Regions from separate parts of the Sus scrofa genome. Here region 1 is linked to region 2. A link is a contact called in public HiChIP or PLAC-seq data. All regions are on one chromosome and are shown on one strand. The core of a region is the stretch at or near the end of the contact, and the rest is flanking DNA. Distances in the headings are between cores, read along the strand shown. Region 1 holds the start of PSMC1 (proteasome 26S subunit, ATPase 1). Region 2 holds the start of TDP1 (tyrosyl-DNA phosphodiesterase 1).

What was found. HiChIP or PLAC-seq counts read pairs in DNA pulled down with a chosen protein or histone mark.
Region 1: an H3K27ac HiChIP or PLAC-seq map of alveolar macrophages shows a contact between it and region 2. The contact joins the promoter of PSMC1 here to the promoter of TDP1 in region 2. A contact is called at or near these places in 1 of 47 Hi-C or Micro-C datasets (liver) and 1 of 2 datasets of contacts at active chromatin or transcription factors (alveolar macrophages).

What each region holds. Positions count from the first base shown.
Region 1 is chr7:112,025,375-112,029,212 of Sscrofa11.1, forward strand. PSMC1 (proteasome 26S subunit, ATPase 1) reads left to right here and starts at 2,530. Exons shown (of 11, transcript NM_001244151.1): 1 at 2,530-2,576. The coding sequence starts at 2,574.
Region 2 is chr7:111,764,384-111,768,387 of Sscrofa11.1, forward strand. It overlaps TDP1 (tyrosyl-DNA phosphodiesterase 1), which reads left to right and starts at 2,711. Exons shown (of 17, transcript XM_005666389.3): 1 at 2,711-3,161. It overlaps EFCAB11 (EF-hand calcium-binding domain-containing protein 11), which reads right to left and starts at 1,874. Exons shown (of 8, transcript XM_021099597.1): 1 at 1,664-1,874; 2 at 1,023-1,118. The coding sequence starts at 1,738.

The DNA of each region.
Region 1 (3,838 bases), core at 1,280-3,779, 260 kb after region 2:
TGGGATGGGAATGCGAATTCAAGAAAAAAAAATTTTAACCCTACAACATACTCACTACCAAAAATTTATTTTCCAACCATAGAGATGGTCCCCTTTATCCATTTTGCTCTCCCCAGCCCCCATCCCTTCCCCTCTCATAACCATTACTCTGTATTTACATGTTTGTTTTTGTTTGGTTTCATTTGCTCATTTATCTTGTTTTTGTTTATTAGCTTTCTATATTCCACATATGAGTGAAATCATACAGTATTTGTCTTTCTCCCTCTGACTTGCTTCACTTAGCATAATACCCTCAGGGTTTACCCATGTTGTCACAAATGGCAAGATTTCATCTTTTTTTTTTTATGGCCGAGTAGAATCCCCTTATATAAGTATATGTATGCGAATCACACCTTCTTTCTCTATTCATCCATGGATGAACCCTTAGGTTGCTTCCATATCTTGGCTATTGCAAATAATGCTGCAATGATCATGGGAGTGCAGATATTTTTGCAGATTAGTGTTTTTGTTTCCTGAATAAACACCTGGAAGTGTGACAGCTGGATCACATGGTAGTTTTAGCCTTAATTTGTTAAGGAATCTCTATACTATTCTCCACAGTGGCTGCATCCATTTACATTCTCACCAGCAATGCATGAGGGTTCCTTTTTCTCCACATCTTCGCCAACACTTATTATCTCTTGTCTTTTTGATAATGACCATTCTGACAGGTGTGAGGTGATATCTCATTGAGGTTTAATTGGTTGTTTGGTTGTCGAGTTGTATGAGTTCTTTATATATTTTGGATATTAATCCCTTAAGGGGAGAAGAATTTTCAGTGATAAAGATGAACCTGTGTACCTAAATTCCAAATGGATGTTAGATATCAAGCTATCAAGCTAGATTTCCCTAGTAGATAGTGAAATGTCAAGACTTTCAATGTGCAGACATATGGATCCTTTGCAGCTATTTAAACTTACAATGAAATTTAGATGCCAACTTAGAAACGTGTCACAGAATACATGGTTTTGCAAAATGTTTTGGAGGACACGGGGAGGAAAACATGTTTGAAGTTTCCTGCACCAATAGATTATAAATTTTCTGAGGGATATGTGACCATCTGATACATGCACAGAATGGGGAAGCCAGAAGCAATCTGTGTATTAAAAATAATGCTACTGATAATTGTATCCTATGCTTAGAATTCTAAGTACTTTAGTCCTCAAACAAGGACTCCAAGAGGGAGGAACTGTTAAGGTCTCTATTTCACAGATGGCAAATCTGAGGCACAAAGGGGGTTAAATAGCTTACTAAGACCACACAGCTCTGAGGCCAGAAAGGAGACCTGAAGCGGAGGCCAACACTCTTAACCAATGGGTTGATTGCCTATTTAATTGCTCTTCTTTTTTAAATCAAAAATTAGTATCTTGTGAAGAGGCATTCCAACAGGCTGATTTCTTCCATACACTGATGGCTGTCAGCTGGATGGAGACTATTGAGAGGGTCAGTGCTGGGGAGAAAAGAGGGGGATGAGTTTGCTATGCCTTAAGAAGTCCTTCTTGGCGAATATCTAGCCGAATAACTTCTTAAGCCTTGACTGTTAGCCTATGTTCTTTGAATGTGACGCCATTTCAGGGACACTGCACCTCTTCACCTTTCACACAGATTGCCTAGACATTTTGTTCAACTCAGAAATCGCTTTCAACATCCATAAAGGGAGAGTGGCCCCGCCCCCTAACCTAGTCTATCATTTCATGTATCATATAGATGCCAGAATTGTTAGTGGAGACTGACAGTGTCAAGACTTTCTATTACAATATCTTAATGAGGAGGAAACAGACTAATTTCCTGCTGTGCATTAGGGAAATATTTTTAGTGCTTCAAAATTAAAATGCCTGAATTAATCTGGGTGTGTGTGTGCGTGGTATCCATCTCTTCAGTTCAGCAAGATGCAGAATCTTGAGCACCTGTTAGGGCAGTTTCCAAAGGTTGAAAGAATGCTTGCCATCTTTCTGATGTCTTGATGGACGTAACAAACAATGAACTTTACAAACTGGGCGCAAGATAAGGACTTTTGAGACAAGATTTAGCACCATCGCAAGTTAGAATTCATCAGAAAATAGACACACAGATGATTCCTGAGACCAAGAAGTACTCTCAGACGAGCAGCTTAATTCCAGAGACCAAATTAGAACTTAAATGTTGGTGCAAAAGTGTATGTCAGCTTCGCGGTTTCAAATGCCATTCCAGTTCTTGAAGCAGTAAAGTTTTTCTCAGTTTGATTTTTGCCATATTTTAAAGATTTTCACAATTGTCTTAGTTTCTTGACAGTTGAGGTCATTGTCTTAGGTTGTTAACAACAACCTAATAACTGCGATTTTAAAGCTTTTTCAAGTTAAATATTCATAAGGCTCACATCTCACAAGTTAGTACATCACTGCCCCACCCGCCCGCACTAGCCCTTAGTGTGTGACTTCGTCCGTAAGGGATTTGGTTCCTATCGGGCTTCCGTAGCGTCCCTCTCAACTTCCGCTCCTGACGGCCCGCCCCGGCAGTGCACTTCCGGCAGCAGCGGCTCGAGCGGCCAAAGCAAGATGGTGAGTGACTAAGGGTTTCGACTGGTGGTGGCGGTGTGACAGGATCAGGGCGACTCGAGGCGAGAGAACTAGGCGGCTGGTGGAGGCACTCGGTTAGCCCGTTCCCCTGCCCGCCGGTCCGGCCTCCGCGGGGGCTGAGGCTCCTGGAGGCAGTGTTCAGGTCCACCACGGGCCGGGGCCAACGAGCGGGCCTTTCCCCGGGGTCCTGGGGCCGGGGTTCCGCCCGGAGTGTCCGCCAGACGGCCCACAGGGGCGGCGGAGAGGGTCGGGTCGGGTCCCGCGGCTTTGCCCCTCCACGGGCTGGGGCTCTGCTGACTAGTACGGGTAGTGTCAGCGGGAGCCTCTTGAAGTGATTGGGGCCAGTGCTCTCGGAGCCGCCCGGGTGGAGGGATGTGCGACTAGAGCGAAGGAGGGATTCGCGTCAGCTGAAGAGTGGGAGCGCAGTCGTGGGAGAAACCCGGAGTGGGGGCATTTGAGGGAGGCCTTACGACGCTTTTCTAACAGGTGGAGCTCGGCGGGAAAGGCCCCTTAGTGCATTAGTAATAATAAAAACAGCTAGCATTTTTGTTAGTTCACGAATTGATGCTGGTGATACAGGGAATGAGCATAACTGACCCAGTCTCTGCCTCATGGAGCTTGCATTCTAGAGAAGGCAGACAAAAAATAGAGGAATAAATGTGTGATAGGATGTGGGGGCGGGATAGAGCCAGATGGGCGGTCGTTGCTTGTGGCTGTTATGTAGAAGGGGTAGAATGGGGAGAGCTGGCTGTTTTCCATGGGGTATCAGCGAGTCCCAGTGAGGATGTGAGATTTGAGCGGAGATCTAAATAAAATGAGGGAGTAGCCTATGCAGATATCTGAGGGGAACTGATCCAGGCAGAAGGAACAGCGAGTGCAAAGGGCCTGACTGAGATGGGAATATGTTTAGCCTGTATGGTCAACAGTAAGAAGTCCTGACCACATAGTCTTGTAGGTCTTAGAAGGATTTGGGGAGGTAACAATATTCTAAGTATGATAATTACGTGGCAGGTACTTTTCCAGCATTTGCTCATTATTCTTCTCAACAGTCCCTTAAGGTAATTGTTATTATTGTCCTCAGTTTACCATGGAGGAAACTTTGAGTAGGAAGCCATCCTAGAACACAAACCCTGTAGGTCTTTGCTGTGATGTACTGAATATCCATGCAGTAGAAAAGCACAGATATTGGAGTTCCCGTCGTGGCTCAGCAGTAGAAAACCCCACTTTATCTAGGAGGACGCGGG
Region 2 (4,004 bases), core at 1,461-3,960:
AAGATCTTGCCTCTCATTAATTCCACTTCAGTGGCTTTGTAAGAGGGATCCATTACTAGAATGGATATAAGAGATAAGAAGAGCAGCGGGGGGGGGGGGGGGGGGGGGGGGGGGGGGAACGGACCTGTCCTACTAAATGTACTATATGGGAAGTTCAGCTCAACTCTCCTTAATCAGTGCAACCTTTCCTACAGAGCAATGCCCAACAAAGTTTGAAATGCACCCAGCACTTGTATTTCTAGGAATTTGTTCCACAGATAGACATCCCCAAGCAGAGATATAGTTATAAAAGAATGCTCCTTGCAACAGTATTTGTAGAAATGAAAAATAATGGACAGTCAAAAATGAACAAAATAAGGAAACTAGCTAAAGAAAATACTAAGCAATTATTTTGTAAAATGTGATGGGGAGTGCTTTTATGCTCTTCTGTGGTTAAGTTAAAAAAAGCAAGATAAAATAAAATTAGCACACTCTGCACCCACTTATGTTTCCAATGGAATGCTAGGCATGCTTGTCATGCATGCGACACTTGGGAATGATACACAAATTCAATAAAGCTAACTCCTGTGGAGTGCGACCCTTTGGTAGGTAGGAAGGGGCTTTTATACTTTTCTGGACTGTTTTAATTTTTTGACTATTAAATGCATTGTTTTTATAATTTAAACGGAGCATTTTTTTAACTTAAGAAAACAAAAAACAAAAACCCTGCATGTCACGTCCTTTGAGAATTTCTCCTGTTACCAACATCCCCCTCCCATGCTTCCCTCTTAAAACCACCAGAAGAATCTCATACTTATTATAATTAGCAGCTTGGTGGTGACTTAGTCTTAATGGATTCTAATTCATCCCTGAGTTGGGTTCCTAAGAAGAAAGAAAAATATAGCACTGGATACATCTCTGAAATTATTCAGAAGGCAGCAGTTTGCTTTATAAACATCCCAAGCTGGCCCTCCGCACATTATTTAGAATCCACCCACTACTGCATTGTCTGCCCCAGCCCCAAATACAAAAGAAAGCTCTACCTTGGAGGGCTTGTAACCAAACAGCATTACAATAGCAACTTTAAAGTCCTCTCTGCTTAGATAGCCTTTGTTATCTTCATCGCATGCTTTAAATACCTAAAGAACATTAAATATCTTTAGTTAATAAGGCAGAAACTATTTCTTCTATTATTTTTATTACTTACATATTAAGTTAGACCTCCCAAATCTAAAACTCAGCCGAGGAGTAGGGCTCAGAAATGGAATTTCATTACCTAATTTTAATTCTCAAGAAATCTTAAGGATGCGCTAAAATTTACCCGCCAAAAAGTGCAAACGACTTAATCGCTAGATTAATTCCTTTAAACCCCTGGCATAAATTCTAACCCGAAGTAAATCCTGGATTAAGGAAGGTGAGGCCAAGCGACTGGCTTTGAAAGGCGGGAGGAGAGATGCAGATTACAGGTTTATCACAAATAGACGATGTCACAAGGAAAACAAGGAACTTGGAAGTAGCTAGAACACTGGACCGGGATCCAGAAGGCTTGCAGCCCTAGGCTCAGCCATTAACCAAGACACAGTCCTTATCTGTGCAACCCGGCCGAGATAGGGCCAGGCGGGGTGATGGAAGTGAGAGCCCCAGGTCCAGTTAAAGTCCGAGACTCAGCCCTCTGGACACCTACTTCCACCCATTTCTTGTGTTCCGAAGGGCTGGCTTCCCACATCCGCGGCTGGGCCCCAGCCTGGGATAAAAACATCGCGACTGCCACACTCAAGTCCAGAGAGGTGAATCCACGACCTCCGAGGCCAGAGCCCTCTTTATCGGAGATCGCTTGCCAAGCCCACCGCAGTTCAGGAAGCTGAACTTTTCAGGGCACCTCCAACCTCTTCTCCTATTGGACATCTTGCGAGCCACCGGCGTTGATCCCGCAGTTCTATTGGCCAGAGGTTTTGTTTAATAACGTTTCCTTGGAACAGCCTATGGCGGAGAGGCTCCAGGCCGGCTTCTAGCCTTGGCTCCGCCCCTCTTGTCCCCTTAACTCTTGGCGCGCGACTGGGGACCCAGCTCAGCTAGGTAGTGTTTCAGCGTATCCTGCATGATTATTTTCATCTTCTGCCTCCATACCTTGCAGTAAATTACTTTCGATAATTTTTCTCAATGACGCTATGCTAAACATTATAGGAGACACAAAAAGAAGGTAAAAGGAGCCAATCCAAACAAGTCAAGTCCAAGATTCACGTGCAGATCAGCAAGTCATTGGGGTCGAGCCCTTCGGGGTAGCTAGTTTGTCTGTTCTGTTCTTCTGGATGACCCTAGCGCTGGAGCATAGTGCCTGGCACAAAGCAGACATTCAGTAAACGAACCAAAGTTATTCAATTCAGTCCTCTAGGAGAGGCGCCTGGTTTGAAGAAAACTCCGAGAATAATTAATAAAAAACACCATTGAGCTCAAATGCCAGAGCTAATATCCTTATCAAAGGCAAGGAATTTGGCGAGGGTTCCATTTTGCAAAGGAGTTACTTCAGCCCCCTCTCCTGGTAAATCGGTTTAATCAGATTAAAAAAACAACCCCCCCACAACACTCACACTCAAACACACACACACACACACACACACACACACACACAGAAGCAGACACGCCTGTGTCTGCGAAAAAACAGGCATTCGAGGTTGAGCCTGAGGGAGCTCATTTAACCTTTTATTTTACAGCAGGTTTTACAGTCTGCGCCCCAGGAGAGCCCGCTCCTCCCAGGACACCGGTCTCAGCCATTCCCTTCCTTGAACCTTGAGAGCCTCTCGCTGCCTTTAAAATAAACCTCTCTGCCTCGAGATCCGGCAACCTGAGGCTACGAGAATTCCTGCAGAGGGGATGAGTTTTGCTAATTAACCAACGAAGAACTGGGGGAAACACTTCTTTCTCTGTCTCCCCCTTTTAGGAGACGTGGCCGGGAAGTAAGAGGAGACCTAGGGGAGGGCAGGTCTCTCCGCCCCTTCCTGAGGAAGCCCCCTGCAACCTCTCGGGATCCAGCGGGCTTTAGGACCCGGTGGTGGACGGCCCGGAAGGGGAAGGGGCAGGGCCACGAGACCCGCGCCGCGGCCCGGAGGGTTCGAACTGCGCGCAGGCGCGAGCGGCTGCAAAGGGGCGGGGGCTCAGGCGGCTGCGCGCTCTGGGGGCTTCAGGTGCGTGTATGGAGGCTGTGGGTTCCGCGGCCTCTGGTGGGTCCCGGGTGGCTGCGGGAACCGGGCTCGTGGTTCTGCTCCTTCTGGCCTGGTGCGCGGGCAGCCGGGTTTCGCGAATTCTTCAGTGCCTGGTGGGGCTGGAGGCGGATCCCGAGGGGAGCGGAGCATCTTGTAAAGACACTAGGTAGGGTCTCCTCTTGGGCCTCGGCTTTCTCCACTAATAGTGCCTCTTTGGCGCGAGCACTTGGTCCTGCCGAGACCGGGGTCCAGCCAGCGGGAGTCCCCCTCCGCCGATTGCAATTTCAGCTTCTCCACGTAGCTGGTGGATGGTCTCGGCAGCTAGCATGTTGGGCGCTTACTCTATGCCAGGCACTTAGATTTTCTGTGTCCAGTTTCATCATAAAGGGAAACAGTCGTGTTGCGAGCGTAAAATGAGTGTATACCCAGTAAAGCGCTTCAAGCTGTGCCTGGCCCGTAGTGAGCGTCCAGAAGAGTCAGTAGCTGTCCTTATTTCCTCGACGTACCCCCGAATTAGCCTACTTCACTATACCCACCGCCTTCAGCTACCCGAGTTCCAACAGGAGGCTCATTCCTTCGACTTTTGTCTTCCTCCCAACGATTCTCGGTACAGAGTTGTACGGAATGTAGTATTTTTAAAAGGCACATTGGACCACGGTACTCCCCTGCTTATTAAAGCCCTTCAGTGAGGTCCGGCTATTCTTAGAATAAAATGCAGGATCTTTAGCTTACCCCTCACTCCTGCCTACCCTCTTCATCCTGGACCACCTACCTGTCTTCCTTGCCCAAGTCGTTCTGTTTTTGGAATTACTACAACCTTGATCT